Linked DNA regions of Mus musculus: regions 2, 3, 4, 5, 6 and 7 are each linked to region 1. Evidence: chromatin contacts called from public Hi-C, HiChIP or PLAC-seq and promoter capture Hi-C data. All regions are on one chromosome and are shown on one strand. The core of a region is the stretch at or near the end of the contact, and the rest is flanking DNA. Distances in the headings are between cores, read along the strand shown. Region 1 holds the start of Slc19a1 (solute carrier family 19 (folate transporter), member 1). Region 2 holds the start of Cfap410 (cilia and flagella associated protein 410). Region 3 holds the start of Lrrc3 (leucine rich repeat containing 3). Region 4 holds the start of Prmt2 (protein arginine N-methyltransferase 2). Region 5 holds the start of Dip2a (disco interacting protein 2 homolog A). Region 6 overlaps Pcnt (pericentrin (kendrin)). Region 7 holds the start of Ube2g2 (ubiquitin-conjugating enzyme E2G 2).

The links. Promoter capture Hi-C pulls out the DNA fragments that hold promoters and counts their contacts. A called contact is a pair of places that touch in the nucleus more often than the background predicts. HiChIP or PLAC-seq counts read pairs in DNA pulled down with a chosen protein or histone mark.
Region 2: a contact with region 1 is called in a Hi-C map of CD4 T cells, with 10 times the contacts expected there. The contact joins the promoter of Cfap410 here to the promoter of Slc19a1 in region 1. A contact is called at or near these places in 1 of 39 promoter capture datasets (pre-B cells) and 1 of 484 Hi-C or Micro-C datasets (CD4 T cells).
Region 3: a promoter capture Hi-C map of liver shows a contact between it and region 1, with 3 times the contacts expected there. The contact joins the promoter of Lrrc3 here to the promoter of Slc19a1 in region 1. A contact is called at or near these places in 3 of 39 promoter capture datasets (liver and pre-B cells), 1 of 484 Hi-C or Micro-C datasets (embryonic stem cells) and 1 of 115 datasets of contacts at active chromatin or transcription factors (microglia).
Region 4: a promoter capture Hi-C map of hematopoietic stem and progenitor cells shows a contact between it and region 1, with 3 times the contacts expected there. The contact joins the promoter of Prmt2 here to the promoter of Slc19a1 in region 1. A contact is called at or near these places in 8 of 39 promoter capture datasets (the 3T3-L1 cell line, hematopoietic stem and progenitor cells, hippocampal neurons and 4 more), 2 of 484 Hi-C or Micro-C datasets (CD4 T cells and CD8 T cells), 1 of 115 datasets of contacts at active chromatin or transcription factors (astrocytes) and 1 of 9 other capture datasets (embryonic stem cells).
Region 5: a contact with region 1 is called in a promoter capture Hi-C map of liver, with 4 times the contacts expected there. The contact joins the promoter of Dip2a here to the promoter of Slc19a1 in region 1. A contact is called at or near these places in 8 of 39 promoter capture datasets (HPC-7-derived erythroid cells, cranial neural crest, hematopoietic stem and progenitor cells and 4 more), 1 of 484 Hi-C or Micro-C datasets (reprogramming fibroblasts) and 1 of 115 datasets of contacts at active chromatin or transcription factors (memory CD8 T cells).
Region 6: an H3K27ac HiChIP or PLAC-seq map of embryonic stem cells shows a contact between it and region 1, with 7 times the contacts expected there. The contact joins the enhancer-like site here to the promoter of Slc19a1 in region 1. A contact is called at or near these places in 8 of 39 promoter capture datasets (cranial neural crest, embryonic stem cells, frontonasal cranial neural crest and 4 more), 1 of 484 Hi-C or Micro-C datasets (CD4 T cells), 3 of 115 datasets of contacts at active chromatin or transcription factors (embryonic stem cells and memory CD8 T cells) and 1 of 9 other capture datasets (embryonic stem cells).
Region 7: a promoter capture Hi-C map of pre-B cells shows a contact between it and region 1, with 2.1 times the contacts expected there. The contact joins the promoter of Ube2g2 here to the promoter of Slc19a1 in region 1. A contact is called at or near these places in 1 of 39 promoter capture datasets (pre-B cells) and 1 of 484 Hi-C or Micro-C datasets (the G1E-ER4 cell line).

Annotation. Positions count from the first base shown.
Region 1 is chr10:77,031,714-77,034,745 of GRCm38.p6, forward strand. Slc19a1 (solute carrier family 19 (folate transporter), member 1) reads left to right here and starts at 1,499. Exons shown (of 6, transcript NM_031196.3): 1 at 1,499-1,634.
Region 2 is chr10:77,977,180-77,980,211 of GRCm38.p6, forward strand. Cfap410 (cilia and flagella associated protein 410) reads left to right here and starts at 1,471. Exons shown (of 7, transcript NM_026431.2): 1 at 1,471-1,602; 2 at 2,574-2,592. The coding sequence starts at 1,526.
Region 3 is chr10:77,901,116-77,904,147 of GRCm38.p6, forward strand. It overlaps Lrrc3 (leucine rich repeat containing 3), which reads right to left and starts at 1,421. Exons shown (of 2, transcript NM_145152.4): 1 at 1,284-1,421; 2 at 1-617. The coding sequence starts at 485.
Region 4 is chr10:76,236,341-76,239,372 of GRCm38.p6, forward strand. Prmt2 (protein arginine N-methyltransferase 2) reads right to left here and starts at 1,525. Exons shown (of 11, transcript NM_133182.3): 1 at 1,410-1,525; 2 at 372-481. The coding sequence starts at 425.
Region 5 is chr10:76,343,903-76,346,934 of GRCm38.p6, forward strand. Dip2a (disco interacting protein 2 homolog A) reads right to left here and starts at 1,389. Exons shown (of 38, transcript NM_001081419.2): 1 at 1,205-1,389. The coding sequence starts at 1,295. Gm40699 (a long non-coding RNA gene) reads left to right here and starts at 1,393. Exons shown (of 2, transcript XR_871838.2): 1 at 1,393-1,672; 2 at 2,866-3,032.
Region 6 is chr10:76,438,098-76,441,129 of GRCm38.p6, forward strand. Pcnt (pericentrin (kendrin)) reads right to left here. Exons shown (of 42, transcript NM_008787.3): 2 at 2,046-2,258. Among named protein-coding and RNA genes, the nearest start is that of Pcnt, 3.3 kb to the right of the region's middle. Within about 2 kb of position 1,579, at least 9 of the 459 cell types and tissues checked have an H3K27ac peak or open chromatin away from gene starts, as enhancers often do. A contact at or near this core is called in embryonic stem cells, where this site is marked.
Region 7 is chr10:77,620,893-77,623,924 of GRCm38.p6, forward strand. It overlaps Ube2g2 (ubiquitin-conjugating enzyme E2G 2), which reads left to right and starts at 1,429. Exons shown (of 6, transcript NM_019803.3): 1 at 1,429-1,524. The coding sequence starts at 1,482.

The DNA.
Region 1 (3,032 bases), core at 249-2,748:
GTTAATGGCAAGGGTCCTGCAGATTTCCCAGGCAGGAGGTGGGGGTAGCAGCCAGCCCCAAGAGCGCATGCATGCCTGCTGCCAACTTGTAGAGAGGAGCCAGTGCGTTTTCCAAACGTGCCATGAGGCCCGCCATTGCTTTCCACATCTCTGGCCAGAGAAGCACTCTAGCTTCCTGATTCCCTTGTATAGCAACTAGGTGGCCAGCACCTTTGCATGTACCAAGAAGGCCCAAGTCCAGAGGGGTGTGGCCCCCATGGGCTGGGGAGGAGCCGTGCTGGTGTGGAGACTGGGTTCTCACACCTGGGACCCCATTCGTATAGATGACCATACCTATAGTCTAACCTCCCGGCACCCCACCACCTTGGGAATCTATTAAACCAGAGTTGCTGGTCGGCCATTCCTCTTTGGACCCATGCCCCTCTCCATTCGTTCTACTTTGCTGCCCTCGCAAGTACTCCGCCAAAACCCATCAGGAGGAAAGAGGCTGGTTTCAGGGAGCCCCGCCCTCTCCCAACCCACCTCAGGCTGCTAGCAGCCTCCACCTGCTGAGCATCAGCTGAACATCCCTGCTGGGGTGAGAGTTTGAAAGATTGGGGGATTGGTGGTGAAGGAGGGTGGGGTGGGGCCTAAAACGCTTAGGCCAGACTTCTGTCCCTGTTAACAGTCAAGTAGGTTGATACAAGGTGAGTAAGGTTTTGTGTGTGTGTGTGTGTGTGTGTGTGTGTGTGTGTGTGTGTGTAGGGGGTCTCCATGCATAGCTCAGCGCAATCCGTCGGTGCCCTTGGAACCTAAAGACGCTGATACCCAAACGAAGGGCGTGCACAGCTGGTGCAGTCTATATCTAGCGGTCAATGCCTTGGTGCCTGGAATGCTTTAGCAGGTGGTCGCGGGGCGCTCGTCTCAAGAGGAGCCGGACAGAGCCAGCGCAGACTTCTGCAGGCCAGCAGGGGTCAGGGGCGGACCCGGGGAGGGGCCTTGCTTGGTCTTAGGCCGGGCGGTCACCTCTGTGCTCGATCAGATCAAGCAATCTGCTGTGAGCTGAGACCCGGTCAAGCGCTGGACGGGTAGGGGGCTCGTAAAGGGGCTCAGGCGGGCTGCGGGGCCCAGGGGTTGGGTGAAGAGGAGACGGGATGGAAGGGGGCGGGGAAGAAGGGACTTATTGGAGAGGCGGACAGAGAGGGTCGGCTTGAGGAGGAAGCACAGGAGCCCGAACACTGGGCGAGCGTACTGAAGGGGGCCTGGAGTCTAGAGATGTAGGTTCTTAGGGCACAGGCTAGCAGACGCGCCACCGGTCGTCCGCTCCTCAGGGAACCACAAGACCCACCCGGTAGTAAATCTCCAAGTGTAGAGGGCGCGTGCATGAACCCCCTGTGGAAGTAGCTGCGGGTGTAGCCAGGTGTTTGCCCCGCCTCCTGGAAGTTCTGCGGCTGCGCCTCCTGTCTACCACGCTGGCCACTCCTTCGGGGCGTGGTCAGTCAGGTAACCACGCCTCTCCATGCGGCCCTTGAGCCTACGCGCGGGTTTTTGGGTGTTGTAGTCTGCGTGTGCGCGTTGAATCAGCCACAGGCCTGTGGGACGCAGAGCTAGGAATCCATTCTATGCGTGCCTGGGGAGCCACGGGGTAGTGCAAGGTACGGTTCTGTTCCTTCCGGTGTCCTGAAGACGAAAGCGGGCTGAATTCTCCACTACAGAGGACCGCGGAGTCCTTGGCGCGACTACAAAGCTCCAGGCAGGGTTTGTAGCGTGCGGAAGGCGCATGCGGGGTCTGCTGGGTGGAAGACAAGCAGAAGTCTTTGGGATGCATAGGGGCAGTAGGATAGGTGTGGGACACGGGCTAGTATCTGTGGGGTGTCAGGGTCCTTCTGTGAATACAGAGTATAGGTGAGGACCTCAGCGTTACGAGCCTCGGGGCAAGAGTCTGAGTGCTGGCCCGCATCCTGGGCTCATGGTTGCAGAACCGTCGGGAGGATAAATCCCCAGGCTGCCTAGTGGGACCTTTGAGCGCCATTTCTCTCCTTGTCATTCCTCTGGAACGGAGTTCTTTTGCTTTCAAAGTATCTTCCTCAGGTCAGGAATCACCACGTGCGCCTGCCCCAGCGACTTTAGAGCACGTGTTGCCTGCAAGGAAACCCCACTGCCCACGCCCTGGACGTGGCGCGCCTCCAAGGCTCATTGTTTAGCTCAGAGGTTGTAGGCACCCTGACAACTGTTAACAACTTCCCTTTGGAACAGGTGGAATCTGCAGCTTGTACAGGCTGCCTGTAGTAGCCAGTCTTTTCTGTACTTCCAGCATCTCTGTGACAGGGATACTAGACTTGGCTAATAGCCTAGGAATAAACCATATTGACGTGACTCCTCACCCGGTGAGTGTTCCCATCCTAACTTCCCTGTCTTCACGATGTTGGTCGGAACCTCAGGGGGCTAGAAGATGTTTGTGGGCCTTCTCTCAGTGGAGAGGATAGACTAAATCCTTAGACTTGCTTGCCTGACTGTTAAGAAGTAGCCTCCTCCCAGTGAGACTCAAGGACTCCGGGAGCTGCTCAGATGGACTCAGCAGGGCACAGAGCCTCTGACTTTGCAGAGCCTGACACATTCTCCGGGCTAGGGAGCCGGATGTGTGCCTTCCAACAAGGCACTGGGGCTGAGGAAAGAGATTGATTCTGGGCATTTGAGCCAGTGGCAAAGATACAGTCAACACTCAGCCACCACAATGGGAGAAGGGCATTGGCGTTTGTTTTCCCCCCTTCCTTAATTAAAAGGAACCTTCCTGTTTCAAGATAAAAAGAAAGTGGGCCTTGGAAAGAAGTTTGTGAACAGTTGTATTCCACACTTCTTACCCACCTCCACCCCTACCCCCATCTCTCACACGGGTGCTAGGCTGGTCAGAAAGGACTGTGTAGTGCCCCTCCCCGACACTACAACCCACCCGGGCTGCCAAGAATTTCTTTCAGTTGCCTGGAAGAGGTTGCAAGTTAAGAAGCCACAGGATGCTCAGGGCATATGGAGTCCTGGTCCACTGTGAGGCCCGC
Region 2 (3,032 bases), core at 221-2,720, 950 kb after region 1:
CCTTTGCCATCATCCATGTCCTTCTGGCCTCCATTGGAGCGGCCAGCAGACCTCTTTAAACGTGGCTGAACTGAGCCTATAAAATTCTTCCCACCACACTGGTGGCTAAGCTGTATCTCTCAGCTCAGGCCTTATTGTTCCTGATGGTAATGAATGGCCCGCCAGAGGCTAAATCTTCAGCGTCCGCTCTCTTTCCACTGTGGGTTCCAGGGTGCAAACTATGGTTTTTAGGTTTGTGCGTCCAGTACTGTTACCTACTGAACCATTTCACTTGTTTTTGGTAAAGGCAGACCAGGGTGGTCAGACAGACAATAGAGCCCTAGAATACTTCATCAAGGGCAGTTTATTACCTAAAGGGCCTGAAGTACCCAGTGCCTGTCCCGGTGTAATCTGTAGGATAGAAAAAGATATGAAGATTTCAACCTACAATCTTTCGTTTTGTTTTCTTCTGGAGATCTGTTTTCTCCAGAAGAAAACAAAACAAAAATTCATTTGTGATTACTTAAAATGCACACTGACAACCACAGGCACAGTACTGACTTTCAAAAACATAACGTCTATTTTCTATTTGTTTGTTTGTTTGTTTGTTTTTAAGGTTTTTGTTTTGTTCGTTTTGTTTTTCTACATATGAGTGTTATGCTTGCATGTGTGTGCAACCCAAGTGACCTGTCTGGTGCGCAAGGAGGCCAAAAGAGGGGCATTGAGTCCCCTGGAACTAGAGTTACATAAGGTTGTGATCCGGCCATATGAGTGCCCTGGAAAAGCAGCCAGCGCTCTTAACTGTTTCTTCAGTCCCTCCCCAAGCCCCCACTACTCGGCTTTGTCTTTTGAGATAATGTCTGTATGAGCCAGTCTTGCCAGAAACTGGCTCAGGCAATCCTCCTGCCTCAGCCTCTGAGTGCATCAATTACAAGTGTCAGTCATCGTCTGGTTGTGGATTAGCTGTTATGTAACACAAATCCCCGATTTGGGGTCAAGCAGAAATGGGTGAGGGCTCAGTGGTGACCAGGGCCATGGCAGGGATTAGGATCCGGAGCAAGCATGCCAGGAGGGTTTCTGCTGGCATCCACTACGAGGACTCTGTCACCCTTCCCGACTCGACCTTTTCTGTCCTCGATGTCTCCGAGACCAGCCAGGCGTCCCGAGTCCCTCACACACCGGCGCCTTTCTCACCCAAGCCAGCCCATCTCAGACTCTTGCACACTGGAATCCTAAGGGCCGCCCTTCCCGCGCACGCAAACACGGGATGCAGAGACCAGCGGTCCCCAGGCAGCAAAGCCCGGAGCCTCGTGCATGCGCAGGACCGGCGGGCCGCCAAAGGGGCGGGGCGGAATCGCGTATCACGGAAGTCGGGCCGTCCCGCTTCGCCGGCGCGCTTCCGCCCTCTCGCCTGACTGCCAATGGGACCTCAGGCTCCGCCCCTAGAAACGCGGGCCCCGCCCCTGGAGACGCGCCGCTGCGCAGGCCTCTCCCGCTAGCCGAGTGTACAGCGGAGGGCGGCCGGGCCCGCGGCCCTGTGGCCACCATGAAGCTGACACGAAAGATGGTCCTGTCCCGAGCCAAGGCTTCGGAGCTGCACAACGTGCGGAAGCTCAACTGCTGGTGAGGCCGGCCAGGAGCGGGAGGAAGCAGAGGCCGCGCTGAGCGCCTGCTACCCCAGGCTAGCTAGGTTGCAGGCTCACTCTGAGGCCAGTGCTTCAGAGGAGTGCGGCCCTCGCAGGATAACTAGAATTTCCCTCTAGTGTTGCTGAGGGCTTTTCGCTAACCCTCTGTGTCTGTGTCTGGTATCTGAAGACAGAGGTGCTTAGTGGCATGTCTACAGGGAGAGACTGAGGTTGTAAAGTCATGATCCGGTGCTGGAGAGGGTGACCTGGTATGAGTGACAGCCTAGACCTTAGATGCTATTATATGGATGCACTCTAAGTTGCATGGCTGAGTCACACTAATACTGAAAGCCCCGGGCTTCTGGAGGAGTTTGTATCTGGCGTGTGGAAGAGCTACAGGTGTCTCTGGGGACTGGGGTGGGATGCTGTGGCCAGAGCATTTAGCAGTGGCAGAGCAAGTGCAGACCCCTGCTTCTAGTAATGGTCAGTGGGCTACTGGAAAGAGTGAGCTTTGTTAATTAAAAGCCTTTCCCTGCCCTGGCACATCTGGTGTTGGGGCCACAGTCCTCCCTGTCCTGGGTTTTCAATAATGCCTTTCTTTGTCGAGCCAGCGAGCACATCAGGGCTTCCTCTGTGCAAGCAGAAACAACACACATTGCAGGCCCGTGAAGTTTGCTTCAGAAGTTGCATGACCGGCCTTTGAGCTTGGCCTCTTATGAAGATCCCTTTGTTTATGTGTGTGACTGGAAAGAGCTTTCTGCTATGGGAGCCTGAGAGGAGAAAACTGTGTACCCCCATGCACCAAGCAGGGAGTATTGGCAGAAACCAACCTCACCCTTATTTGGGCAACCAGCCTTCCTTACTGTTCCGAATGTAGAATCTTTAGATTTATAGACAATTGCCATTTCTTTGGGGATTTTTAAAATATTTTCATTCAACAAATTAAAGTCTATTTCTTTTCTTCTCCAGGGGCAGCCAGCTCACAGATGTAAGCTCTGCCTTGATTGTATCTTCTTCCGGATGCCCCTTCCCCCAGAAGAATAGCTAAAGTTACAGAACTGTGATCTTCAGCTCAGTGCCGTGTCACTTGCTAGACCTGCACAGAGGAAAACAGAGTCAAAGCTCTGCCTTGAGAGGAGTCCCTGGTGGTGATTTCCCTCAAGGACATCAACAGGGGCACTCTGCATGGCCTTCCTCAGCTTCAGGAGGCGACACCCCAACCCCACCCGAAATGACAGGCAGCTGGGACTGTGGAGCCCACAGCCCAGGTCTGATCCACAGATCTGATGGTGTGTCGTGGCCAAACTTAACTGCAGTTCTGTCTGCCTTGAGCCCAGAACCATTGGCAAGGAGAGTGTCTGTCCTTTCTTTGTGCCTCAGGGGCAGCAAGGAGAAAGGGTTGTGTATCTGTCTCAGGGTGGGAAACCA
Region 3 (3,032 bases), core at 171-2,670, 870 kb after region 1:
AGCTTTAGTTCCCACAGGGCCTCCTGCAGGGCACACTCACAGTGCAGTGGATTGTGGGACAGGCGGATCTTGGCACTCAACTTGCCCAGGGCGTCCTTTGGAATTCTTCGGATGCGATTGTGGGATAAGTCCAGCAGCCGCAGGCCCCCAGCCAGACCTGAGAAGGCTGCTGGCCCAATGGCCTCAATGGCATTATGGGACAGGTCCAGCTCCCTCAGCTGAGGCAGGTGTTGGAAGGCTCCATTGGGGACTCGGGAGATTCTGTTGGCGTCTAGTTTCAGAAGCACCGTGTCGGCTGGGATGTCCCTAGGGATCTCCTGCAGCCCTCTTGAGCTGCAATGGACAGCCACGGCCCCAGCATGGTCAGGGCACTGGCAGGCCTGTGGGCAGGAGGCACCTAACCGTAAGCAGAAGAGGATGAAGAAGCAAGACCCCTGGGAGGGGGCCAGTGTGGCTGAGGGGCTCTGCCTGCCCCTGGGGCCCATGTTGCCTCCACCTGACCCAGGTAGCTCTTCTCCACTGGGATGTGCAAGCGACTGTCCTTCCTCACGTTGCAGGCAGTCATCCAACACAAACTCTTGTGTCTTCGCCTGCTGAAGAGCCTAGTGATCTCAGTTCTACAAGAAAAAAAGAGGAAAGGGAGCTGAGGGTGACCGCCACTGCACATTTCAATTCAATTTGGGAGGACGGGATCAGGGAGGAAAGGAATCGTAGGCATATCAGGTTTGAGGCAGGGCTCCGGGCTATCAAACATACCTGCTTTGTAACTTACTCTAGAAGATTCCCAAGGCCACCCAGAGAAGGCACCTCCCAGCTAAGTAAGACATCTAGGGCTGACCGATGGCTGGAGACTGGCCCTAGCTAGGCAGTTACAGAACCCTGTCCTAGCCTCTGGTCACCCACCCATAGCTGGGGACACAAGTCTGGGCGGAGGCCCAAGGATCCATCTCTTCCCCATCCCCCAGCTCTAGGCGCGTGCTGGCGGAGGTCTTCCCTCTCGATCTGTGCGAGCCAGGTCGGGCGGGGCAAGTGGCCGCGTTCACCAGTTTGTCCCCAAGCACTCGGCTACCTGTGACACCTTAAAGATCGCGGTCATCAATAAAGCTCGCCGCGCACCCTGAAGCAGAAGCTTCATGCCTGAGGCGCTGGAGACACCGGAGAGAAAAAGCAGCCCCCTGCGTGCGGCCCGGCTGGGCAGGGAGCGGCAGCAGAGAGCAGGGCGGCAAAGCAGGGACAGTGGAGCTCCGCGGGTGGGAGGCCACGCGGGCGGATGGGGGCTTTACCTGAGCGGCCGCCGCTGCTCAGCGCCTTCCGAGCTTCCCGGAGCCTGACCAGAGTCCTCCCGGCGCCGCGGCGACCCGCCCCGTGCCCACCGAGCGGCCAGTAAAGAAGGGAGGCGGGCAAGCCATGGCGGGAGGGGCGGGGGCCTTTGCTATAGGGGAGGGGCCGGCAAGAGGAGGGGCAGGGTGGGGCTGAGGCCAGAGGGGCGGGGTTTGTGTGTTGGGCGGGGCCTTGAGAGGGTTTTGGGAGGGGAGGAATAGGTGGAGAGGGGCCTTGCGATAAGGACGGCGCCGGTGAAAAGGGGTCCTAGTAAGGGACCTTGGTGTTCTGTGCTTTGGGGGACGGGGCTTAGCATGTTGTGGGTGGGAGGGGCCAGGTAAGGGCGTGGTCTGTGTGCTGAGGGGCGGGGTCTCTAAAGGGCTGTCCCGTGCGAGAGGCGGGGAAGAGGGGCTGGGGAGGGGAGGGTCCTATTTGAGGAGGGCCAAGGCCTTAAGGGGAAGGGTCAGATAGGTGAGGGGCTGGGTAGGGGCTGGGGCCTGCGTAAGAAAGAGCTAAACAGAGTTCATAAAATCCTACGGGGCGAACACCGAGGGGGGAGCCCAAGGAGGGGTGCACAGGGTTATGGGCGAGGTTTATGTGAGGGGCGGGGCCTGATATGTAAACTGCACTGACTGGGGCGGGATGTGGGCGGGGCCTGTAGGGGCGTGGGCGGGTTTAGGTACCGGCTTTCTAGGGCATTGGTAAGGGAAGGGTCCGTGGGCGTGCCACGTGGCCAAGCCCCGCCCTGAGCAGCCCCACCGCATGACTGACGCCCCTCACCCCAAGTCTCAGGTCTAAGGTCACCATAGAAAGGCAAATGGGAGCGTCGACGCAGGACCTGATCCTCAGCCGGGAACCTATCACCACCGGCCTCAGGAGGACCCCAGTCTTCCTTTGTCACCTGTCTTCCTCCGTGGAGTCTGCGTTTCCCACGACTTCCATAAATGGCCTCCTATCATTTTATCTTTCCGCCTCCTTATTTCGTGGTTCACCACGCTGAGTGGCTCCCTAGGTCCACTGTGCCAGTTTCTATACTGTAACCTGTTCGGCTCCGGCTGGGTTTTAATCTGGGACTCTAACGGAAGGGCCATGGGAGCGTTGTGCAGCAGCCTTGGGTGCATACCCTGAATGGCAGTGTCTGGAGCAGGGTAGGCTCCTTATTACACCCCACTGACAACACAGGCACATAGCCAACAGCTCCTGGTGGGCCCGTGGCTCTAACACTCTGGGTGTGGAACGGTGGCTTGAGCTGTAATACGGGTCTGTGTCACTCCAGAGGCTTATGGTGTGTTCTTCTTTGTTTCCTGTCTGCTCCGTTTCTCTGCTTTTCGATGAGTCGTTTGTTTTCTTTAATTTTGAGTTGTGAGAGTTCTCTGGAAACACCCTCCTTATCAGATGCATAATTTGTAAATATTGTTTCTTGGTCTGTGTGAACTGTCTTTCTATTCTCTTGACAGTTTTCCCCACAGTTGGTTTCTTTCTTTCTTCTTCTTCTTCTTTTTTTTTTTTTTTTTTAATTTTGAGAGAATCTAACTCAGCGATCTTCTTTCTCTGGTGGAAAATGATTTTGAGGTATCTTACGTAAGTTGTCTTTGTCTTAGGGAAAAAGCCACAGGGTCTTATGGATGTAACGATCTGCGTTTGAGTCTTGGTTTGGAGTTGATCTGGGTAAGTAATGTGAGACATGGTAAACAGTTCATTCGGTCTGTTGT
Region 4 (3,032 bases), core at 275-2,774, 800 kb before region 1:
TAGTCATTTCATTAACTGTACATAATCAATATTCCTTAAGATTGAAGGAGATCTTTTCTCTGGTAACATGGATCAAACTGAATATACGTACCCAAGACAGATCTTCTCGAGTACCAAGCATTTTCCTGGTCCTATGCTACGGCCATCTAAGAACAAGTACAAGAATCTGAAGCATGCTGAAGTGTCCCCTGAAGTGTTCATGACAATACACAGCATGGGACCTAATGACCAGACCCATCCCCCTGCCTCAACGTTCTCTAAATTCAAGCATCCTCCTGTGAGCCAGGACCTTGAGAGACAAGGAGAGTGACATCACCCCTGTAAGCTGGTACTGTTCCTCTGTATGATCATTACACGTGGCTCTTACGTACCAGAACCGGGATGACCTGTGACTCGCTGCAGGGACCTTCTCCTGGTGCCTCCATAGTTCAATATGATCATGTCTCATAACTGGGGCTTTACTTCAGTTTCTCTCCCATGCCTACTTGAAAGAAGAGAGAGAAGCACAAAGTGTTACACTGCCTGGTCAGTAATCTCATTTCACGGCTACAGTTTACTGTATGTGTTAAGAATGGAACAGGATTGGCGTTTTATCATCACAATTCATTAGAGGGCTTTTTAAATTAAAAAATCCAAATGCTGTGTGCTTCCTTTAATATGCTAGATTTATTCCTCTGAAGTCTCCTTTTTTAAGAGATATTTATGAAGCCTCTTTTTACTTAGAATAAATCAGTATCATTTTTTTTAGGAACACTTAATAGCTTAAACTCAAATTAAAACACCTTGCCCAGTACTTGACCTAACCCACAGGCAGAACTGAAATCCCCATGCCCGACACCCTCCTGTTCTTTAATTCTATTTTTTTACCCCCAGGGGCAATGTAACCCTAACTGGCTCTGAGATTACATCGATTCTTTGTTTAAACGCCTGTTGTGCGTCCAGATCTGGACTTCATACTTACTTCGTAATAATTAGAATCACAAATTATTTACAATTATATTTTCAGTGAAAAGCCTGGGAGGGTGCCCGGAGGAAGAAAGACAATGAATTGGAGGGTTCTCCAGGCCAAGCAGATGAGGCCATAGAGGCCAAGAATATAGAGGCATGGGGGATGTGGCTCGGGATACAGAAGGCAGGTGGGCGTGGTCCTGGAAGGGCGTGGCTCTAAGAGCCAGCGGAGGTGCGCAGGGGGAATTGAGAGGTGCAGCGAAAGGAGAGCGAAGAGGGCGGACGGTGCTGAGAAAAGGGGAGGGGGTAGCTGGAATAGAACCTTCGAGAGGGCACTCTAAAGCCTCCAGAGGGGGCGGAGGCCTCAGTGCGCTGGAGACATGCACAGGGAAGACCTTTTGCCTAGCTTGCCCTGCCTCACTTGCGATCCAGATGTCTAAGCTGTCCATTAAGAAACCTACCTCAGCCGCGTTTCTCCGCTGAATTCTAGGCTATACCAGAAAGGAACAGACGATGCCCACCCGAAGCCTGAGCCGCCGCCCTGGACCTGCGCAAGCGCGGAGCACTCCAGCTGGCCGAAGAGCACGCCCCGCCCAGGCCTGGGTGTCCTGCGCAAGCGCAGTGTGTATAAACTCGGTGCTGGTAGCTGTAGATAGTCTTGAGACAGGGGTTTTCTCTAAGAGCTTGTCACTCAGCGCAAGCGCATTTTCTGTCCCTGCTTCCGGCCGGTCGCATTGGGCCTTAAGGCTGCAAGACGCAGGTGAGAAAGTGTAAGGATCGACTTACCGGGAGATCTGTGGGAAGACTGGACTCCGGGTTGGAGGCCACAGGTGGTGTAGACCGCGCCCCCAGCGGATTCGAACCGAGGCAACAATTGGCAGGCTGAAGCAGGAGTGCGTACTAGCGCTGTCCTGAGTGTACCTGGGACTGCCGGTGTGTTTGATGCCCTTCTCCGAATGCTTAATAACCTAGTTTTGATCTGAATCAGCTTCTGCAGAATGGGACCCCCCTACAGTATCTTGGACTAAGTTTTGATCGTGGAACCAACATAGCTACTGAGACACGAAACACACCAGAGACCCCAAGTCCTGAAGATCCTGTGCTGAAGGGGTTGGGGGCGGAGGAGCAATGACACTGACATCAGGTGACCCTAAGCAAGGTTTCTTAAGCTTTCTCCACTAGCAATCCCATCCTACTCAGAAAGTTTTTCAGCGACTCTAGGTATCTAAAATAGGCATACGAATCAAACATTTACTGATAAGTGAATCAGAAAAGAATTTATTGTAAAACTCGGCATACACACAATTTTACCACTGACTAGAGACAAAAGCAGATTTGCATACTAATTAGGTGGATGCGTTTGTCCAATATAATCTAGACACTCTAATACATGCTGAGGAATGATAGGGAAATATTAAAATTCTTTGTTTTCTATAATTAAACCATCATGCTTCGGTTCGTGCAGTAGAAACACCACAGCTCATAACATAATCAATCATTCCAAACCTGCTGTGAGGCATCTCAGGGCTTGCAAGGCTTGTGCAAACCACACCTGTTGTGCCTTCAGTCCATCGGTTCAGTGGAGTCGCACAATGAACTGCAGCCAAGGGATGGGTCTGTCTGTGTGAGGACCTGGTCCTTTTTTTAAATCTGCCCAGTTTTCCATTTCCACCAGATGAAGAGGGCTGAAGCTCTGAGCCAGGATGCCACAGGTTGAAAAGAGTTTCCCACAATCTTCCAAGGCAGAAAAAACTGTCCTCAGAGCCCCCAGTGTGGCAGGCCTGAGACCTATTCTTGAAAGCCTGCTGGTGCCACGAAGCTCAGGCTCCAGGCACTAGGATCCACCCTTGCTAACCTAACATAGGAAAGGGTACCTGTGGTGGCTGAATAAAGAATGTGGCTTTGTAAGGGCTGGAGGTGGCTTAGCAGTTAAGAGCAGTTACTGTTTTTGTAGAAGACCCAAGTTTGGTTCCCAGCACCTATGTTAGGTTGCTCACAAACCACCTGTAACTTCCAGCTCCAGGGGACTCACTGCACTTGGGAGGCCGAGGCAGACGGATCTCAGAGTTCAAGACCAGCTTGGT
Region 5 (3,032 bases), core at 139-2,638, 690 kb before region 1:
CCTCCAAAGAGAATCAAGGATTTTCAAAACGGAGCTGGAGAGATGGCTCAGTGGTTAAGCGCACTGGCCGTTCTTCCAGAAGACCTGGGTTCAAGTCACAGCACCAACATGAATCTAGGACCCAATTCTGGCCTCCAGGGAACACCAGGCACGCATAAGATATACAGACAAACATGCAGGGGAAATGCATATATTTAAAAAGAAAAAGAGAATTCTCAAAAACTCACTAAACCTACCACAGCAAAGCTTAACAATCTAAATGGGGTGGGGTGGGGGGGTGATGGATTCTAACAAGTTCTAATTGCATTTAAGTCTCAAAAGCAGAGTTAACAAGCACAGATGCTTTTCCACCAGGGTTGGAGGTCAGTTTATGGAGAACAGAACTCTTTTCCCAGGCGTCCAAATTGAGGGCGCCACTCCCATCTCTGGAGTTCTATTATTTCCCTAGTCTGTTTCTAACAACCACTTATTTGACTTTTTAACTTTTTAAAAATCCTCACCTAGAGAGGGCTGTCGGGTTGGCCCGGCGAGCACTTGCCCTCTAATCTGACAACCTGAGTTCATTCCCAGAACTCACAAGGTGGAAGGAGAGCACCAGCTCCCAGCTCCGTGCAAGCTGACCTCTGACCTCCCCACGCAGGCACCGTGACCCTTGCCTGTCCCCCACCTCCTCCCCCAGTGTAATTGTATCAAAATTCCGTAAAGGAATAAACCTTTTAAGTGTTAAACACGTTTTACATGTTTATAGGTTAATGCACTTCAGCCTCATAATCCACAAGGCGCAAGTGTACTTTTGCTTCGTTTTCTAGATGAGGAAACTGAGGCTCACGAGGCAGTCTGAGGTTCCAGGGGTGGGGCTCGGCTTCTGCATCCCGGGCTTCCTGCTGGCCGACAGGCTGCAGGGCACACGCTGGAAGCCCGGACCTGGACCGTGGCCTTGACGGTCGGGCAGCAAGAGTGCGCCTAGGCCCACCTCCCAAGCCAGTCCCTCCCGGTGTCCTTCGGAGGCCGGGCACCCGCCAGTCTGCAGAAGCTGGCGGGCTCTCCGGCGAGCGGCCCAGACAGGGATGCCGAGGAGAGGCCGGCGGGGATCCCGTATGAGGGTACCCGCAGGTTCCGGGGGTGACGCTCCCGGAGGTCCCTGGGCGGGGTCTCGGGCGAGGGTCCCTGGCGGGGTGGGGGGTGGGGGGAACCCGCGGCTCACCTTCGGACAGCTCCAGCTCCAGCTCCGCCAGGCTCTCGAGCACCTCGGCGGGCAGCGGCGCCGCCTCCAGAGGGCATCCGCGGTCGGCCATGGCCGGTGGCTCAGGCGTTCCCCCAACCGGGGCCTGCAGACCCGCAGCGGCCGCCCGCAGCCGGCAGCGGGCGGGGCGCGGCCGGGGCTGCTTCGCAGGGGCGCGGGCACGGGCGCGAGCGCGGCTGGCTCCGGCTCCGGGAGCGCGCTGGGGACGCGCGTGCGCGGCTGAGGGGCGGGGCAACGCTTGCGCGGGTACGCCGGGCCGGCCCCGCCCAGCAACTTTAAAGGCTCGGTTCCATTGGCCAATAAGACACGCCGGAGCAGCCCGGAGCTTTACTCCGCTTCGGGGTGCGAGAGGAGCGGCGGGCGGGAGAGCTGGACAGAGGCGCCTCGGGAGACGTGCGACCCCACCGAACGGACTTCAATGTCGCCCAGGTGACCCTCCTCCGGGATCCCCACCTTCTTCTTCCTCAGGAGCCCTGCTGGCACGCTTAATTCTGTCCGCGTTCCTGCTATGGTATCAGCTAACTCTGGCGGGTTTTCTGCCGCCCTTAAAGTGTGTTTGCTTATTCCCTTTCACAATAACCCTGGAAGCACTCTGACATTGACCAAGAAGGAGCTCTGGCAGTGTCTCAGTCCTTGAGATGTCCTTGGGGCATGGAAGCATAGATCTGACATGTTGGAAACCTTAGTGGGATTTTTGAAGGAGCTATTCTCAGAGTGGCGGTATATATACACATATACGTATAAACATGTATATACATACATACATACATACTTACATACATATATATACACACACACACACGCACACACACACAATTTTATTTCTACTACTCATTAGCCACCCTCTTGCCACTGTCTACATATATTAAAAATCCCAGGTAGGCAACAAAAAAGACCATTTTGGAGGCTTTCAGTGAGCCTAATATTACATCCACAAGGAACAGCATAGGAAGGTGTCCCCAACTGATTTTAAAACATCTGATTTGAGCTGACTAATCTGGTTATACAGGCAGGAGGTGTGGTATGCAAACGAGGGACTATTTATTTCCGCAGGTCACAGGTTTATATAGGAAGCAGTCACAAGCTTTGCATGAAAGCTGGTCAACACTTCTCACGTTTCTCTGATCAATGGTTTCTTCTAAGGAAGTGTTCCCTGTCCTCTTGAATGAATAATAGCTGCCGAAAGTTTACTGGTCGAGAAAAAAAAAAGCATCTGGGCTTCGCCTTTCGAGGCGGGTGCACTGTCTGGAGTGGGTGTGGCCAGAGCAAGGTTTCCTGGACCAGGTCTCCTGGATTCAATTGTAGTAGATTAGCTTGCTGCTGGAGTATTTTCACATTGACTGTAAAGTACGGAAAACAGCCAGACTTGAAGGCATTCCAGCAGGTTGCTGGGGAAGGAGCTGCTTAGCTGACAGTCCCTCACTCTAGGCTGCCAGGAATCAGGAAGGGAATGATGTCCTTGTCCTTCAAAGAGCTGAATTTTTATTTATTGACGTCGGAACAAAAAAGTGTTTACAATAAAGACTTAAAAATTCAACACAAAACGTTTTAAGCAGCATTTAACAACACTTTAGAGCATTTAACATTTGTTAAGGTTTATTTTATGTGTGGGTGTTTTGCAGGCAAGTGTGTACCTGTGCACCACATGCATGCAGTACCAAAGAATTCCAGAGAGGGCGCCAGATGTCCTTCAACTGTAAGACTGCCCTTAGCCACCATACTTCATACTACAAAAAAACCCAGAAGTTTCTTCAAAAGCAACAAGCACTCTTAACTGGTGAACTGTCTC
Region 6 (3,032 bases), core at 329-2,828, 590 kb before region 1:
ATATCCTGCATATCAGATATTTACATTACAACTCATAACAGTAGCAAAATTATAGCTATGAAGCAGCAATGAAATAACTGCATGGTTGGGATCGGCACAGCACGAGAAACTGTATTCAAGGATCCCAGCATTCGGAAGGCAGAGAACCACGGCTGTTTACCAAGCTGACCTTGAATTTAAAAAGATCCACCTTCCTATGCCTTAGAAATACAAGGATTAAAGGTGTGTGCTGCCGCCTGGCAAAGAAAAAGATTTTAGATATTCCCAAGGAAAAAGAATAACCACAAAGAGGTTTTTATTAAAGAAAGCCAACTAGAAAGGAACCAGATGGGATGGGGATGGGGCCCGAGATCCTAAAATGAAAAGCATAATAAATCAAGTTACAAAATGGTGACTAGAAGCCCGGCGTGGTGGCACATGCCTTTAATCCCAGCACTCGGGAGGCAGAGGCAGGCGAATTTCTGAGTTCGAGGCCAGCCTGGTCTTCCAGGACAGCCAGGGCTATAGAGAAACCCTGTCTCAAAAAACCAGAAAAAAAAAAAAAAAAAAAAAAACTATCTGCAGTTGGCCAAGTCACAGCCCTGCCAGAGCACGAGGCAAATCACAGTCAGCTACTGCAGACAATCTGAAGCAGCCCCGTATCCCACACTTGGGATTAAAATCAAAACATTCTTACAACATTTCTGTGTTTATAATGAAACCAAAATTCTCACTACAACTATACATTATGAGCTTCTCCTCAGAGAGCCTGAGGAGACACACAAAACAGCAGCACAGCCAGCCAGCTAAGCAGGGGCCGGTTGGCATGGCCTCTCGTTTCTCGACCACTGAGAGATGCTAAGGGGAAATTACAGTGAATGGCAGCTAACAGCCAAGCCAGGCCCACAGAACACAGAGCAGAGAAGGTAAGCCGGGCACAAGCATGCACCCCTAGAGAGCTCCAGCTTGCCAGAACACAAGGAGGCAGGCACCAAAGTAACGTCCGGCATCTTTCAAGAGAAACAAAATCCCGAATTTGCAGGTAGATCTCCCATCTGGTACACTGACAACGATCATATTTTCTTCTCAGATAGGGTAGTCAAGACATACCATTACTTTCAGTGAAATTTTGCCCTTGAAATTCTTTTCTGGTTAAGATAAATTTCAGTTTCCTGACCACAGCTGCACATATCAAGGGCCCTCAAGATTTCAAGGCCTTATTTACAATCCGCACAAGAGTTCCGGGAAAGTCCAATTAGGAGTAGTCTACAGGGCTGGAGAAATGGCTCAGTGGTTAAGAGCACTGACTGCTCTTCTAGAGGTCCCGAGTTCAATTCCCAGCAACCCAGGCTCACAGGGATCCGATGCTCTTTTCTACTGTGTCTGAAGAGAGTGACAGTGTACTCATATATAAGATAAGCAAGAAAGTCATTTAAAAAAAAAAGAGTAGTCTGCAGGGTCAGGAAGGTGAGGGAGTCACTGGTGGGGCACAGGGGGTGGGGTGCTCCCACTATTCATAGAACTAAGCAGCCAGAGACCAGCTCTTTCCAACACACACAGTTTTTGCCACACCTTCTCCCTTCCCCAATCACACCGGTGCATTCAAAAGCAGACGAAGGAATGTCAAACAGAATGCACCACACCCACAGCACTCTCAGTCCCCTTACCAAAGCACCAAACTGACATTCCTCTTTTACACAACTGCCCGGAAACTCTTCAAACATCATATTAAAGAAAAAACCCCAGGCTTGTGGATAAAGCAGCTGCCACACAAACCAAGCAAGCATCTTAGGTTCAATTCCCAGAAGTTACACAATGGTGGAAGGAGAGGACTTTCTCCACAAAGTCATCAAAGTCCACAGGAGCGCCAGGACACACACAGTAAGAAACAAAGTCAGCTGTAAGGAGGAGCCATCTATTCACGGGAAACCCATCTACTCACCTTTTAAAACGAAAATCCCTCTCTCCCCGTTTTTTGAAAGGCGAAATCAGAAGGTCCCTTTTAGTACATTACTACGGCAACAAAAAGCTAGACAACACGTTAATGTAATGATACGGAAGTCTACCTGAGCTGCAGATGCCCCTCTGGTCCCCTCCAGGGTGTTGCTGCATGATGGGCTTTCAAAGACCGCCCCTCCTTGGGGGAGCTCGCTGTTGGGAGTGGCTACCGAACCCTCCTCCTGGACAGACGCATGGACAGCCGAACCCTTCCTCTTCGCCGTCTTTTTCTTCGAATTCGGACAGTCACCTTTTGTTTTTCTCTGTCGGAAGTTAGCAAGCTGCGGAAAAATTGAGAGCAGTAGTAGAAGCAGAGGTAAACCAGGAAGAAGTAACAAAACCACAAGGTCACCACACTTGTGGGGAGCATGAGGTCCGCGCTAGCGCCAACCACTCAGCCGCACGGGGGCGAGCGACCGCTTTCCCAGAAAACACTGCCTTCACTGACATCGATGCCCTTGGCATGAAGCTCAAAAATGACACGGAGTCTACAAATGGCTATTAATGATGCCTACAAGCAGGCAAAAAGAAAGCAATATGGCTGGGTGAAAGATTGGCTGTTCTAAGCCTTGGATAGTTTACAACAGATTTAAAATGCATCGATTTAACACACTGAGAGCTTAATTAAGTCTATATTCAAGTCTTAAAACTATGACATGAAGCTAGATCATCCCCTTCTTGCCCCCATTCGTCCCTAATGGAAGCAATCCATCGCCCAGCCAAAACTTCTTAGCCATAGACTCTGAGACGAGGTACAGAAATAGCAAAAACTTAATTAAGCCAGGTCAATCTAGCATCTTCCTTTGCAGAATCTTGATGCTCTACTTCTGACACAGCGCAGCAAAGCACTAGGGAGCATCCCAGAATGTTGCCTGCCAGTCAGAGGCACAGCGTAGCTCCTTTCTGTCCCTCAGATACAAGGCTTTTTGACTGTATTCACACACAATCTCCTCCTCGTACCCTATTCAAAAAGGCAAGCGCTGGTGTGCCAACGTCTCACTGGGGTGGGGTGGGGGGACATCTATTCCCTCAAATCACAACCAAGGCCACCCAAG
Region 7 (3,032 bases), core at 179-2,678, 590 kb after region 1:
CCCTGACCAGCAAACATGTGGGCACGACTCACATTCAAACTGTCGCAGGGAATCGGGGCTGCCACATCATTTGGATGTGTTAGACTAACTTATGCTTCTACAGGCAACAGCAGGAGGAGCAGTGTGTCCTCGAGGCCTCCTTTTGACTTGTGGGTGGGGCATGCTTGGGAGGGTTATGCGTGTGGGATTTTTTTTTTTTTTAACCTTACATGTAATTGGAGTAGCATCCTAATATTTTTTTTCTTTCTCAAGATAGGGTTTCTCTGTGTAGCCCTGGCTGTCCTGGAACTCACTCAGTTGACCAGGCTGGTCTCGAACTCAGAAATCGGCCTGCCTCTGCCTCCCAAGTGCTGGGATTAAAGGTGTGCACCACCACTGCCTGGCTCTAATATATTTTTTTAAAAGATTTATTTATTGTATGTAAGTACACTGTAGCTGTCTTCAGACACCAGAAGAGGGAATTAGATCTCGTGACAAATGGTTGTGAGCCACCATGTGGTTGTTGGGATTTGAACTCAGGACCTCCAGAAGAGCAGTCAGTGCTCTTAACCGCTGAGCCATCTCTTCAGCCCCCTTAATATTCTTTTTTAAAACGACAAATGTGATGAATCTAATGCCTCAAATCTTTTGAGTTCAGCTTCTTATACTCAGGGTCCCAGCAGGAACTTTCTCTTTGTCCCTACACCTAGTCCTGAAAGCCCCTTTTTTCGGAGAGCCACGTCCCGAGCTGTATCCCTCATGTCCACTTAGCGAAGGCAGTGGTGCACCTAAGAAAATACCAAGCATCTATCTGGCAGTTCCGTATGATGAGGAAGTACAGCTTACTTGGCAGAGTCTGAGTTTTTTTGGCCAGAGAGGATGGGATATGGCCCGGGAACTTTATCCTTCCTTTGTGAAACCAAGGTACTCTTTCTCTTGCTAGAAGTGTCATCTCAAATCACCTGGGCCTCAAAAACCAGGTGTAGTGGCACTTGGGAGACAGAGGTAGGCAGGTGGCATCTCTGTGAATTCGAGGCCGGCCTGGGCTAAATAATGAGTTCTAGGACATTCATGCCTACAAGGGGAAAGTTTCACGATCTGGACAGCCACTTCTGAGGGGCGAGCCCAAGCGCAAGGACATGAGTCTCATTCAGGAACAATCCATGATGAGCCATTAGCTCTCGCACTATTTTTCAAGACTAAAGGGCCGCAGGGCGAGCTGCGCAAAGCCTCACGGCGGCGTAGGAAACCTTCAATGCTGAGGGTGTGGCCGGCCGAGAAGATTCTGGAAGCCGAGCTCCGTCGACCCGGGCCATTACCCGGGGAGCGCGAGGCGAACCCCAGCGAGCCTGTCTGAAGCACCCGGGTGCGCCACGTCACCCGCGCGCGCCCCGGATGCATTTGCGCCCGGAGCCCGCGACCCGGAAGCAGTCGTGGGCGTCGGAGCGGGCGGGCGGGACCGGCGCGGATGTGGCGAGGCTGCTGAACGCAGGTTCCGCGGTATGGCGGGGACGGCGTTGAAGAGGCTGATGGCCGAGTATAAGCGTGAGTCAGGCGGCGCCGCCTTCCTGTCCTCTTCCCCATAGTCGCCCGCGGCGTGGCCCGGCATGGCTCGGCTCGGTGCGGTGCGGTGCGGGGGTACTGGGCCGGGCTGCGAGATTCCGCGTGCGGATAAAAGGCCAGGCTGTCGCCGTCACCTGCGCACCCCAGCCAGCGGCAGCGGGGCTGGCCCTGGGCTCAGAAGCCGGCCGGGGCAGCGCCGCCGTGGCCCTGCCACCCGGGTCTGGTCCCTAAGCCCCTGTGTGCTGCGCATCTGCCCTCCCGACAGTTGATGCTGCGGGGCGAGTACCGGGTAATCCCCGTAAGGTGGTCGAGCCGTCGAGGGGAGTTGGGGGAGAAAGTTAAAAATAAACAAGATAACGCCTCAAACCCCCGGCCACGCCGCAGGTGCGAGTTGCTGGGGAAAACCAAAGTTTCTCGGACACGGGCTCCGGACAGTTTCCTTGGATCCGGATCTGTTTTTCTCTCTGTTTTACTTTTTCAGCTCTGTGTCTAGATTGAGACACATCCCCTTTATCTAAAAAAGAGGGAACAGCATTTAAGCTCCGGGACAGGGGTTTAAGTTTTGACCACTTCTACCCAAGGGTATTCACATTAGAGAAAAACTTATCCGCCACAAAAAGCCTCTACTCGTACGTCAGACAAAACGTATTGTCACTTAATTTGAAGTTAAGGTTGTGAATCATCTCCGTGTGAGAGAGAGAAGGAATTTGGTTAAAGAGGGAACTCTAAAATAGGAAGGCTGGCGAGGGGCTCAGGGGGTTCACAGAGGAGAAGGACTCCACCTGCTGTGGCTTCTTGGAAGAGGAAAAAAAAGGGCAGGGAGCTAAGGGTGGCCCCAGGCTGACAGCTAGTCTGGGACCAGTGTTACAGCCATACGGAACTGAGTTGTGCCAGCGACTTGAATGGACTTGGGTTGCAGCCCTGAAACAACCAGCTGTCTCGGCTGGGCCCAAGCCCACATGGAAACCATGAGGTCATCAATGGATATTGTTTAAGCCTGTGGCAGCAGTGATGGAAATGCATCCAGCAGTACAAAGCACGAGGAGCGAGGGAGGGAGGGAGGTTTTTTCCGTGTCCTTGTGAATTCAATAAAAGTCCCACTGAGTGTTTTTCTTCCTTTATGGTATAAAAGGTTTGTCCTCTGTTTAAGACCATGTACTCTAGTATTAGGTAGATTCAACAGGAACATCCAGGTTGAATTAGAACATCCGAGGTTGGGCTAGAGCGAAGGTGTTCTTGCATACCTGATTGTACTGTAGATTTAGAGGCGATATGACCTTGAGTGTGGTTCATTGTCTAACTTTTTTTTAATGTGTTTTTTATGTGTATTTTTATGAGTATTTTGATTACACATAGGTAAGTGTGTCATATGTGTGCCTGTGCCAGTGGATGTCAGAAGATGACATCAGATCCCCAGGGACTGGAGTTACAGCTGGTTGTGAGTCTTTGTGTGGGTGCTGAACTAGAACCTGGATCTTCTGCAAGAGCAA